Linked DNA regions of Gossypium arboreum: region 1 is linked to region 2. A link is a contact called in public Hi-C data. All regions are on one chromosome and are shown on one strand. The core of a region is the stretch at or near the end of the contact, and the rest is flanking DNA. Distances in the headings are between cores, read along the strand shown.

Region 1 (4,929 bases), core at 792-3,291, 45 kb before region 2:
TTTGTGCTTGATCACACCTTATTTTTATGATCTTAAAAGGATGGGAAACATATATAGTTATAACTCCGACTTGTTTTTCAGGACAAAAATGGACCACCTCCAGAGGGTCGTCTGCCACAGGCCACCAAGGGTCAGTTTCATGCATGAAAATTAAGAAAATGGATAATTACAAGTGTTTCGTTGTAAAGAAGTTTCCATTCTTTAATTTTTGTTTCTATACAGGCTCTGATCATCTGAGAGAAGTGTTTGGGCACATGGGTCTTGGCGATAAAGACATTGTTGCTTTATCCGGTGGTCATACGCTGGTAAAGTTGACAAGAGAGATTATGTTTTCCAACTGTTAGACGTAAGTTCAATGCGTTCTAATTATGTCGTTGAAACCATTATTATTACAGGGGAGGTGCCATAAGGAGCGTTCTGGGTTCGAGGGACCCTGGACTTCGAATCCTCTCATTTTTGATAACTCCTATTTCAAGTAACAGCTCTTTTAGTACTTAAATTATTGTTGTGAGTTGATGCTCGAATCGTTTCCAACTTGATTGCATTGTGACCCATGTTCTTACATTCTTGTTTGAAACAGAGAACTTGTCAGTGGAGAGAAAGAAGGTCTGATTCAGTTGCCAACCGACAAAGCACTTTTGGAAGATCCTGTCTTTCGCCCTCTTGTCCACAAATATGCTGCAGTAAGTATCAATTCATATCTTTCAGCTTTTTGCTATATATATCATATAGATTTAACATATGCAACCTTTATTTTATCTCTCAAGTGCGTTTCATTTGTACCAGTACATGTATATATATATGTAATAGTTGGAACTTTTAGTTATGAATAATGTTGTGCCTTATTAGGATGAGGATGCCTTCTTTGCTGACTATGCTGAATCTCATTTGAAGCTTTCGGAGCTTGGGTGAGTAGCAACCAACTTTTTATTTCATCCCCTTCTGCAAATTCTCTTGCATTTTTCCTATATAATCTAACAATTTCTTTGACCATGTTTTAGATTCGCGGATGCCGAATAGGGGATTTATAAAAGCATCCAACATGATCATGCTGCTGTCTTGTGCCTGATGTTTACGAGTCTTTGCCGTTTGTGAAAAACATGTTGATCAAAATTTATGTTTTGTGTCCTGTGTACGATTAATAAATATCACAGTATGATGAAATAAGAATTTGAGGACAAAGAAATGTTGGTGTTTAGTGCACGTTTTGTTGGAAATGAGTTAATTGTTTCCTCCTATTAATAGAAATGAGTATGTATTGAAAGCGTGGGAAATGTTTTGGGTACGAATTAAATGGTATATCTTGAATGTATTTTTATTATTTTAATAATTTATATTTTTATAATTTTAAAGGGTAGATCAATTTTTTATATTTTTAAGAATTAAAGTATAATTTTATCATTATTAATTTAAAATTTTATAAATTTTAAAAATATATAAATGAATTTTTTTTCATGGTTTATGTTATATTTTCCTACTTGTATTATTGGTTGTCATGCTGAATATTTGTTGAAGATTATCAAAGTTATATTTGATTCAATTGAATTCCATGATTGCTTTTAATTTAATCATATAATATTTTCATAATATCACTATCCAAAGCCATAGAAGTTAAATTAAATAATATATGAAATTCGTAAGCCTGAAACGTAAAATAATGAATGTTTCAAAATATTTTGTTTTTCTTTTAATTTGGTATTCATATGAATACAAAAATTTGAGAATCTTGAGTCCATTTATATATATATATATATATGAAAAAAAATATATAATGAAAGCTTTTGCTCTTGGCATTTACTTTTTTGTCCTAGAGACAAATTAACATCAAAAGAACATCACAATTCACTTCCACCATTTTCATGGATGGCTTCTACTCTTCCCACCATCAAAAGTTTTTTGCTCTTCCCACCATTTGGGAATTCTTGCACAACTTGTAACCAATGTTGCACCACCTGCATTTGCTCTTGAAGTTGTTTATCTAGTGTTAATGGTGATTACTTTTTTTTGGCTTTCCCAGCTCGACTAGTAAATCTTTGTAAGCTCTAATACCAATTTGTCACAACCTTAGCAGTGATAAGTTTGGATTTATGGAAGAATTTGAAGAAAGAAGGTTGAAGAAGAGAATTCTGAAATTTTCGTTCACAAAGAAGAAAAGACATTACAATGACCAAATCATGCCTATGACCATTAGCATAAAACTAAGCCCATTAATCAGCTAGCCCATCTTTCTCGGTCCCTAACGTCTGTGATCCTCGTAGTCTATTATCTATCAGCTTACATATAGATATTAGCCCATCTGTGAGTTTAACTAACCATCGGATACATTATCCAAAACTACCCTATTTAGGGATTTCATTCCCAATTTCCCCCTTTGTAGTTGAGATCATGACAATGAGTTTCCTAATGTACCCATCACCTTAGAATGGATGGGATAGTGAAGGTACGGTAAATTCTACCTAAGCAAAAAGGCATAACCATCATGCGGCATGTATGAATGTGATAATGCATGGGTGGGTTCAAATTTTCTTTTCCATTTCAAGATTAAAAGAAAGATGAATCTAATCTCACTATTTCGATTATCTAGTGGAACCTAATTATATTTGATATCGATAGTCATTTAATTATAAATAAATTTTCATTTTGATAATTTAATTAAAAAATTACAATTTAGTTCCTAAAATTTTCAAAAAAAATTTACACCTAACTAATTCATCAGTAACATGACACTTGTTAAATTGGTATAATAATAAATTCAATTCTCAAATTTTATATTCCTATCAATTTAACCTTGATTCTATGTAAAAATTATAAAAAAAATGAAAGCTCTTTTATTTTAAAATTGAAAATTTCTATAAAAGTATTTTAAACAATATATAAAAATTTAGATGCATAAAATTATTTTTCGATAAGATTTATAGGGTTTTAGTTTAACTACAATGCAAAGATTATGTTTTTCTTTTTTAAGGTCAAGTTTTGATTTTATTTCTTGGTCTTGGTTGATCGATTCCATGGATGATTGATAACAACATTTGCATAGATTTTTATAGGTTTAATCTTCTCTTTATCATATCATTAAGCTAATTTTCTTAGTTTTATCTTTCAAAAAAGTTTAAGAAGTTGAGTTTTTAATAACTCAAGCCCGAAGTAACAATGTCCAAGGCTACAAGAAAGTCGACGATTCAAGTTCTGAATCCAATCCACTTAAAAGTATTAAGTATGGAGGATTGTATAAGTTGAGTTTAGGGGTCGTTGAGCCGGGAAATATTAAGTCTAAAAGTGATGGTGTGAATTGATGACGAAGACGATTGGGAAGGGGAGGAGTGTACTATTAATGTACCGTAAATAGAGGACTTAGGATCGATCAAGGAGCGCAGAGGTGTATGGAGAAGAAGGCGGCAACATTGGTTCAGGGAGGGTAATTAGGGTTTGCCATTTTTGGAGGTAATGGTAATTTATCTTAATATTTGGTAATAGATTGGGTTGGACATTTGGAAGGAAAAAAATTGTGTTAGAAACACATATTAGGATGATTTGATTTTGAAATAAATTTTTTTATTAATACTTAAAATTATAAAATTTATAATTTTTTTAATTTATAAATAAGAAGATAATATATTTCAATACAATCGAATTCACGTTATTCTCTTATATTATCAACAAGACCAGACTCAATCAGCCATTGAAATAAAATTTTAAATCATCCAATTTACGATGTCGTCCACCTCTAGCTGTTGCGTTTTGGTAGAAGCCTTTAAACTTTTAGGCACCCAAAGTGCAACGTCAACCTACTTAGCTTTTGCGTGTCCCACCCAATGTGCTTTGCTTTCTTCGCCTCGACGTATAATTCGGTGCTTTGAAAATCGAGAGCCTATATATTTTGTTTTTTATTCTTTTCGTATTGGGAATCTAGCTTTTGTACAAAATGTAAGTTCCTAATTGCTTCCATTTTATTTATATGTCATCTTATATATCATATATTATATATTATAAATTCTTACATCTTAAGTGATAAGAGAACTTAATTTATTCAAATCTGATATACTTAATATGATAATACGTGGGAATTGTATTATTTATTTTCATTTTTATTGTTTTAAAATAAAATAAAATATTAAAATTGCACTATTATTTGAATAATATCAATAATTTATATATTTAAATATTTAAATTACACTCTATGTTATATACAATTTTATACAATTGACAAAATTTTAACAATTAAAACCAACTTCATATTATTTGATCATAAATTAATTTTATAAAATTATTAAATATTTGAATTTTTAAAGAATATTATTTCAAAGATATATATTATTTATAAGTTTAAAATAATTAATTTTGCTATTAACTAAAATTACGTAGGTAAAGATATCAATAGAAAAATGGTTATTTAAGTCTAAAATTAAAACCAAATTTTAAACAATAATAATTAAAATCAAATCTTAATTAACACATATTGGATGGTGCTTCACCTAGAATATCCCATTTGAGCATGTGTCACTTTAGTATTGGATGGTTTCGGGACATTATTTATTTTACTTGAAACGCACCGTTTGGATAAGAAAGTCTATAAAAATCCTTCATTTTTCTCCTTCAACCATCAATTTCTTGCATTAGCTGCTTTGCTTTCAGTATTGTTCTCCCTTTATTCAAGTTTTCTAGATTTTGTTCTTCTCTTCTTCATTTTCATCCTCAAGGTAAGAGATTTTCTTTTTATTGTCTGTTTTCTTCATTTTCTGGAACAATGTTGTCTAATGAAGTTCAATTTGGTTCATCAAAGTCCTCTAGATCTTCGATGACTGGGAATCAAGAGGGAAAGGTAGGCTCCTCCAGAAATGTTGGTGATGAAAGAGAAGATAATCATCCTCGAATGACGTGAAAGCCTAGGGGCTTCGTCACAAAATGGCTCTATATGAAGTATCTCGGATA
Region 2 (5,258 bases), core at 2,671-5,170:
TTTCCTGTCTTGTAGTTGTCTTTTGCGAAACATGAAGATCGGATCAAATCAGAGTTCACACTATCTAGCCTTTGATTCAGTAGTCTTTTCTTCGTTTGGACTCAGTTATGTGGTACATATATAGGAAATGTTATGTACATATGTGTACCTTGAGTTATGGTATTTTTGAATCAAAATGTTGTTTGAATTTTGAATGATTTCATGTCATATACATTTATGTGATTGTTGGATATGTCCAAAGCTATGAAGAAAGCATAGGCTACCAAGAATGGTATTGATGTACTTGATTATTGGTGAATGTATATAGGACTTGAATCATATATTTGTTTATATTAAATGTTCATAAGTTTTGAACCTAGAATGATGTTGATAGTTTTTTAAACATACAAATGTGCCAGGGTTGAATTTAGAAATGAATTGTTTGTTGTTGGACTATTCGTAGGAGAGTCCGCCATTTGTACGTTCACGTGACTATTTGCCAATTACAATTCATGAAGCAGTCTGTAGATGCTTTGTGTATGTATGAGTCCATCAAGTCAAATTGCTACAAGTCTATCCGTGAGACTATCCACAATATGTATATTTGCAGATTTTATTTGCCACATTTCTTTATACGGAGTTTAGATGCACTATAATAGGATTGTTCGTGAGATGTTTGTATGCGAGGTTGTTCGTGTTGTATCTGCCCGCAAGATCTATTCTCATTTCATCTATTCGCTATTTGTACGGGCTATAGTAAATCTATTCTATTGTAATTATTTTGGGTATGTGGTTGCTTCGGTGACTATGGTAGTACCCTGTAACTTGGGCCCGTTGATTGAACTGGGTAAGGGACCATTACATTCACTGGCTATTGACTCCCTCAATTCTAAATAAAATGTTGATTATATAGTCACTAATCCAAAGACCAAATTGTCCCTCTGTTTAATACAATAATTAGGGTTTAAAGTTGGAAAATGACATTGGTTGCCTTTAAAACTGAAGTCAACACAAGCAGGAATTTGTCATGACATCATGACATCAGGTACTTCCTCATCACAACGTGAAGTCTGTTTGGCCTTTCCTTGTGTCTGTCTTTGGTGTCACGACTTCCACGCTTTGTTGTTGTGGCATCAACTGTAGTTTCATCCCATGAGTTGCATCTTCAGCTCCCAATCCATCCTATATAACCACATAATCTTTATTAAATATAAAATAATAGAAAACTACTAAAAACCATACTTTTAATGCTTAAACTCTAAAAACATAAATTATCATCAAAATGACTCGATTTTGCTTAGAAACATGCTAAAATAAGTGCAAAAAGATATAAATAGACATGAAAGTTCATGGTAGATCAACTTTCAAATTATGCTTGAGACAATTCTTGCTAATGTTGGTGAGTTTATTTCTCAAACTTCCAATTATCATTGAATGTCAGATTGCTAGTGTAAGTAAGTATTGTAAAGCCTGGTGTTTATATGTATAAAATGGTTTAGTAGAATTATGAATTAAATGCCTCTAGTGGCTAAACCATATCTTTTGAAAAAAAACTTTGTATATGTATAAGGATAGGATTTTTATATGAATTGACACTTGTACGCATCATTCCATAAGTTATTGATAAATACCCCCCATTACAATTGGCTTTTGGTCAAGAGCCAAATACAACCCATTTTAGAATTTCTTTTAATGTGTAGTATATGTTCAAGTTGCACCACCACAATGCATAAAATGAGTATTCATAGAAAGTTGAGAATATATATTAATTATTAATCCCATTATATAATTAAATGTCTTGAATAAATTGGGTGAAATTCTAAAATAGATTTATTACTATTTTGATTTGACTTTTTTCCAACATTAAAGTGAGATAAATAACAGTTGGATGAAATAATTACTTGTAATGAATTATTATTATCTTGATCCTCATATAAAGTAATTTGAACTAGAAGTTCAAAAGGATAATTCAATTTATTGCAAGTTAACTATCGATGTATTTTCTAACATAATGAGAAAACCAAATGATGTCATATACTGAAAATAATAAATCAAGATTGTCATATACTGGAGGTAAGTCTCTAGAGGAGACTAAATACATAACTAATTACTAAAATTCCAAAAAGAAATTAGGTACCTAAAATTGACGGTGGAAATAATGGAAAAAATGTCTGGATCAATTACGTCTATATGAGAAAATATGGATCCGAGAATGAAAAGTTGTTGACAACAGTTTTGCATGCAATCGTATTGTTGAAATAATGACAAAAAAAAAGAGGACTTGAATAAATTTGTCGAGAAATATAGACATGAAATAGATTAACCAAAAATAGAAATATACAGTTCAAGTAGTATAAAATTCATGAGGTTTTTGAACCAATAGTCCAGATTTCTAAACCTATAAAGCCAGTGAGGGTGCGAATGTGTAGCTTTGTGAAAACGAAAAAAGAAAATGAAGATTTTCACTAAGTCTTGGCATTGATTATGAAAGATATAATATTCTTTTGTGGTGAATGCAAAACATTTAGATATCTTATTAGTTTGGCAGCTCATGAAAGATTTGATATGCGTCTAATGGTTGTTCTTACAACCTTCTATATAAATTACTATATAGTAAATATATTAAATCCTTAAAGGATTTAGAATGTTGGAAGCATATAGAAATCCTAGGGAAATTGTTCACTACTTTTGCATAAATATTTATATGAATTAAATTGACTTGAACATATGTGGTAAATTTGACTCAGTGAATAATAGTTGAAGGAAAATTATAAAATGATCTAACATGTGCATGCATAGAGGGATATGATCAAAGTTTGTTATGATTATTGTTGGAATTTTTTGAGAGATTAAAATATATTTCTCCAAAATTATTCCTCACTCATGAACTCTAGAATAATAATGATGTAAACATTTATCAAATTTGCTCAAGTGATCATTTGAAAAGCTAGTATTCAAGATTAAATATATAGGATGAAATATTATGTGATGCTGTCATGAGGGGGAATAAATTAGCGACATTTTTTCCCTCTTAACCGAGGTTTTGTCCCATTGATTTTTTTTGTAAGGTTTTTAATGAGGCAACATATTAATGCATATATTTACTCTTTTTCTTCATCGATAATATTTTCCACATATATCTTAGTGAGGTTTTAACGAGGTACTTATCTATCGATGGACATCCAATGAGGAATGTTATAAATATTTTATTATTATAGAAGTGGATGTGATTAGGATAATAAGTTTGATTTATTTTGGGACCCTAATGTCTATTAGAAGTAATTTTGGTATAATGTATACTTCTTATGTTTATAAATATAAACTTTGGAGAAGCATGTTCTCATTATAAATAAATTACACACCTATCTTTTGCTTTCCTATTTCTCTTTATTCTTTTTGAAATTTCTTTTATTTTTATTCTCTCTATTCTTTTATTTCATAATAAAAATTTATTAAAAATTAATTGCTATTTCCTAAAATCACAATTACAAATTACAAATTACACATTTACAATTGTGTTTGCTGAATTAAGGAAGGGTGACCTTAAACCAAAAGGCATTCCTGACTTAAAAGACCAAAAAACATTAAAATCTCTCCAACTGCCAAGGTAAAAACTTTTGCATCTTATTATCACAAAGGCAGTAGAAGTATCTACTTTGTATTTAGGGTAATATTATATTTTTTCATTTTTACTAAAAAAACAAATTATTCTTTAAAACTAATCTTTAGATATCAACATGAGAAATACATGACACATTACGTGTCATTATTTGATTATTCTATTAACCACATTAATTTTAACATTACAAATTGATAAAATTTTAATTGAAAAGATCAATTTTGTTTTAATCTAATATATATTTTAAATAAAAAATCAAATACAATCTATCTCTTACCTTGTTAACTATATAATACTTTTACCGCACAAAGCCACAACTAAGCCAACGATGATAATCTGTATAGCTAGTACTTTTGAAGGTGTACGTTTTTCCATACGGTCGAGTAGCACACGATACTGTAGGAGTCTGTACTATATATATAATTACGATAACTTATTCGGTAATCCCTGGTTTTCTTCATTATCATCACAATCGTATAAATCAAACATCAGCAGTAGGAAGAAGAGCGAAAGAAAAATAAAAGGAAAAAGGGAAGAAAAGATCGTCAATCTTCTATAAGTTGATCGCGTTGATTAAAATTTTGTAGGTCTTCGATTCTTTCGAAAGACCGATTAACCACCAATTCTTCTTTTTAGGTACTTGAACAGGAAGAAAAAAATAAATTTTTTTGACGTGATTTGTTTTTTCTCTTTGATGTTTTTAAGCTCATCGATTAGTTGTTTTTCGCTTTTATTTTCTCATTAATTTCTTTGTTTTTTCTATTTTCCTTTTTAAAAAAGAACATTTTTAGTTGTATTAGGTTTGCTTTGAAGAGATATATATTTTTAATTGTTTTGAGGATTGATCGCTTATTAATGGTTTTGACGATTCAGTTGCCCTCTTCAAACTAACCCTATTTTCTTTGTTTTGATTTTCTTTCGTCTTCTAAATACTATGCTTTTATTTATTTGTTTTAAAAAAAATTCCCTTTTTTCCCTTTTGAAGTTCTAAACTGAGCCTTGTTATGATTAAAATTTTGATGGTGATTATATAGATTTTTTTTGGGCTACTGTACAACAGTAATGTTCATATTCTACGATGATATTCTTATTTTCTTCCGTATGAAACTGTTAATTTTCGCTTTGTTTAATGCGATTAATTTTTTTATTCAGGTTGGAGTGAATTGTCTTGGTTTGGAAATTCGTCAGTCCAAAAGAAAGAAAAAGGGAACGAATTCACATGGGAAGTCGAGGGCAGAAACGAACGGAAACAGCCGACGAATTACCAGCAGATAAGCGAGCTTGTAGTTCATTAGATTTTCGACCAAGTTCCTCTAACTGTTCCTCAGTCAGAACTCACCTCAATTTACCAAATTCCACTCCCGATGCTGACATGGAAACTTCCTCCTCCACCTCGGCTTCGAGCCGATCGGATGGTGAACACGAGAAGGAAGACGAATCAGCTTATGGATCATGCGATTCTGACGATGCTGAGCAACAACCACGGCACCACATTTTAAGAGACTATCAGAGAAGAAGATCGTCGAGTGATCATGGAAAATTGAATACTATTTTGTCAAATTTGAACGAAGGAAATGGAGGTTCGGGCCAACTGGCTGCGTTGACTGAACTTTGTGAAGTGTTGTCTTTTTGTAATGAGGATTCGCTTTCGAGTTTGATG

Evidence for each region. Hi-C and Micro-C count contacts between places; a contact is called where the count stands out from the background.
Region 1: a contact with region 2 is called in a Hi-C map of leaf, with 2.4 times the contacts expected there. The contact joins the enhancer-like site here to the promoter of LOC108489361 in region 2. A contact is called at or near these places in 2 of 5 Hi-C or Micro-C datasets (both in leaf).

The regions. Positions count from the first base shown.
Region 1 is chr4:101,092,908-101,097,836 of ASM2569848v2, reverse strand. LOC108488538 (L-ascorbate peroxidase 2, cytosolic) reads left to right here. Exons shown (of 9, transcript XM_017792819.2): 4 at 82-130; 5 at 223-305; 6 at 396-475; 7 at 581-683; 8 at 850-908; 9 at 1,002-1,274. The coding sequence ends at 1,020. Among protein-coding and RNA genes, the nearest start is that of LOC108488538, 3.3 kb to the left of the region's middle. Within about 2 kb of position 2,041, at least 2 of the 2 cell types and tissues checked have an H3K27ac peak or open chromatin away from gene starts, as enhancers often do. A contact at or near this core is called in leaf, where this site is marked.
Region 2 is chr4:101,049,563-101,054,820 of ASM2569848v2, reverse strand. LOC108489361 (E3 ubiquitin-protein ligase UPL4) reads left to right here and starts at 3,920. Exons shown (of 18, transcript XM_017793867.2): 1 at 3,920-4,181; 2 at 4,751-5,258. The coding sequence starts at 4,818.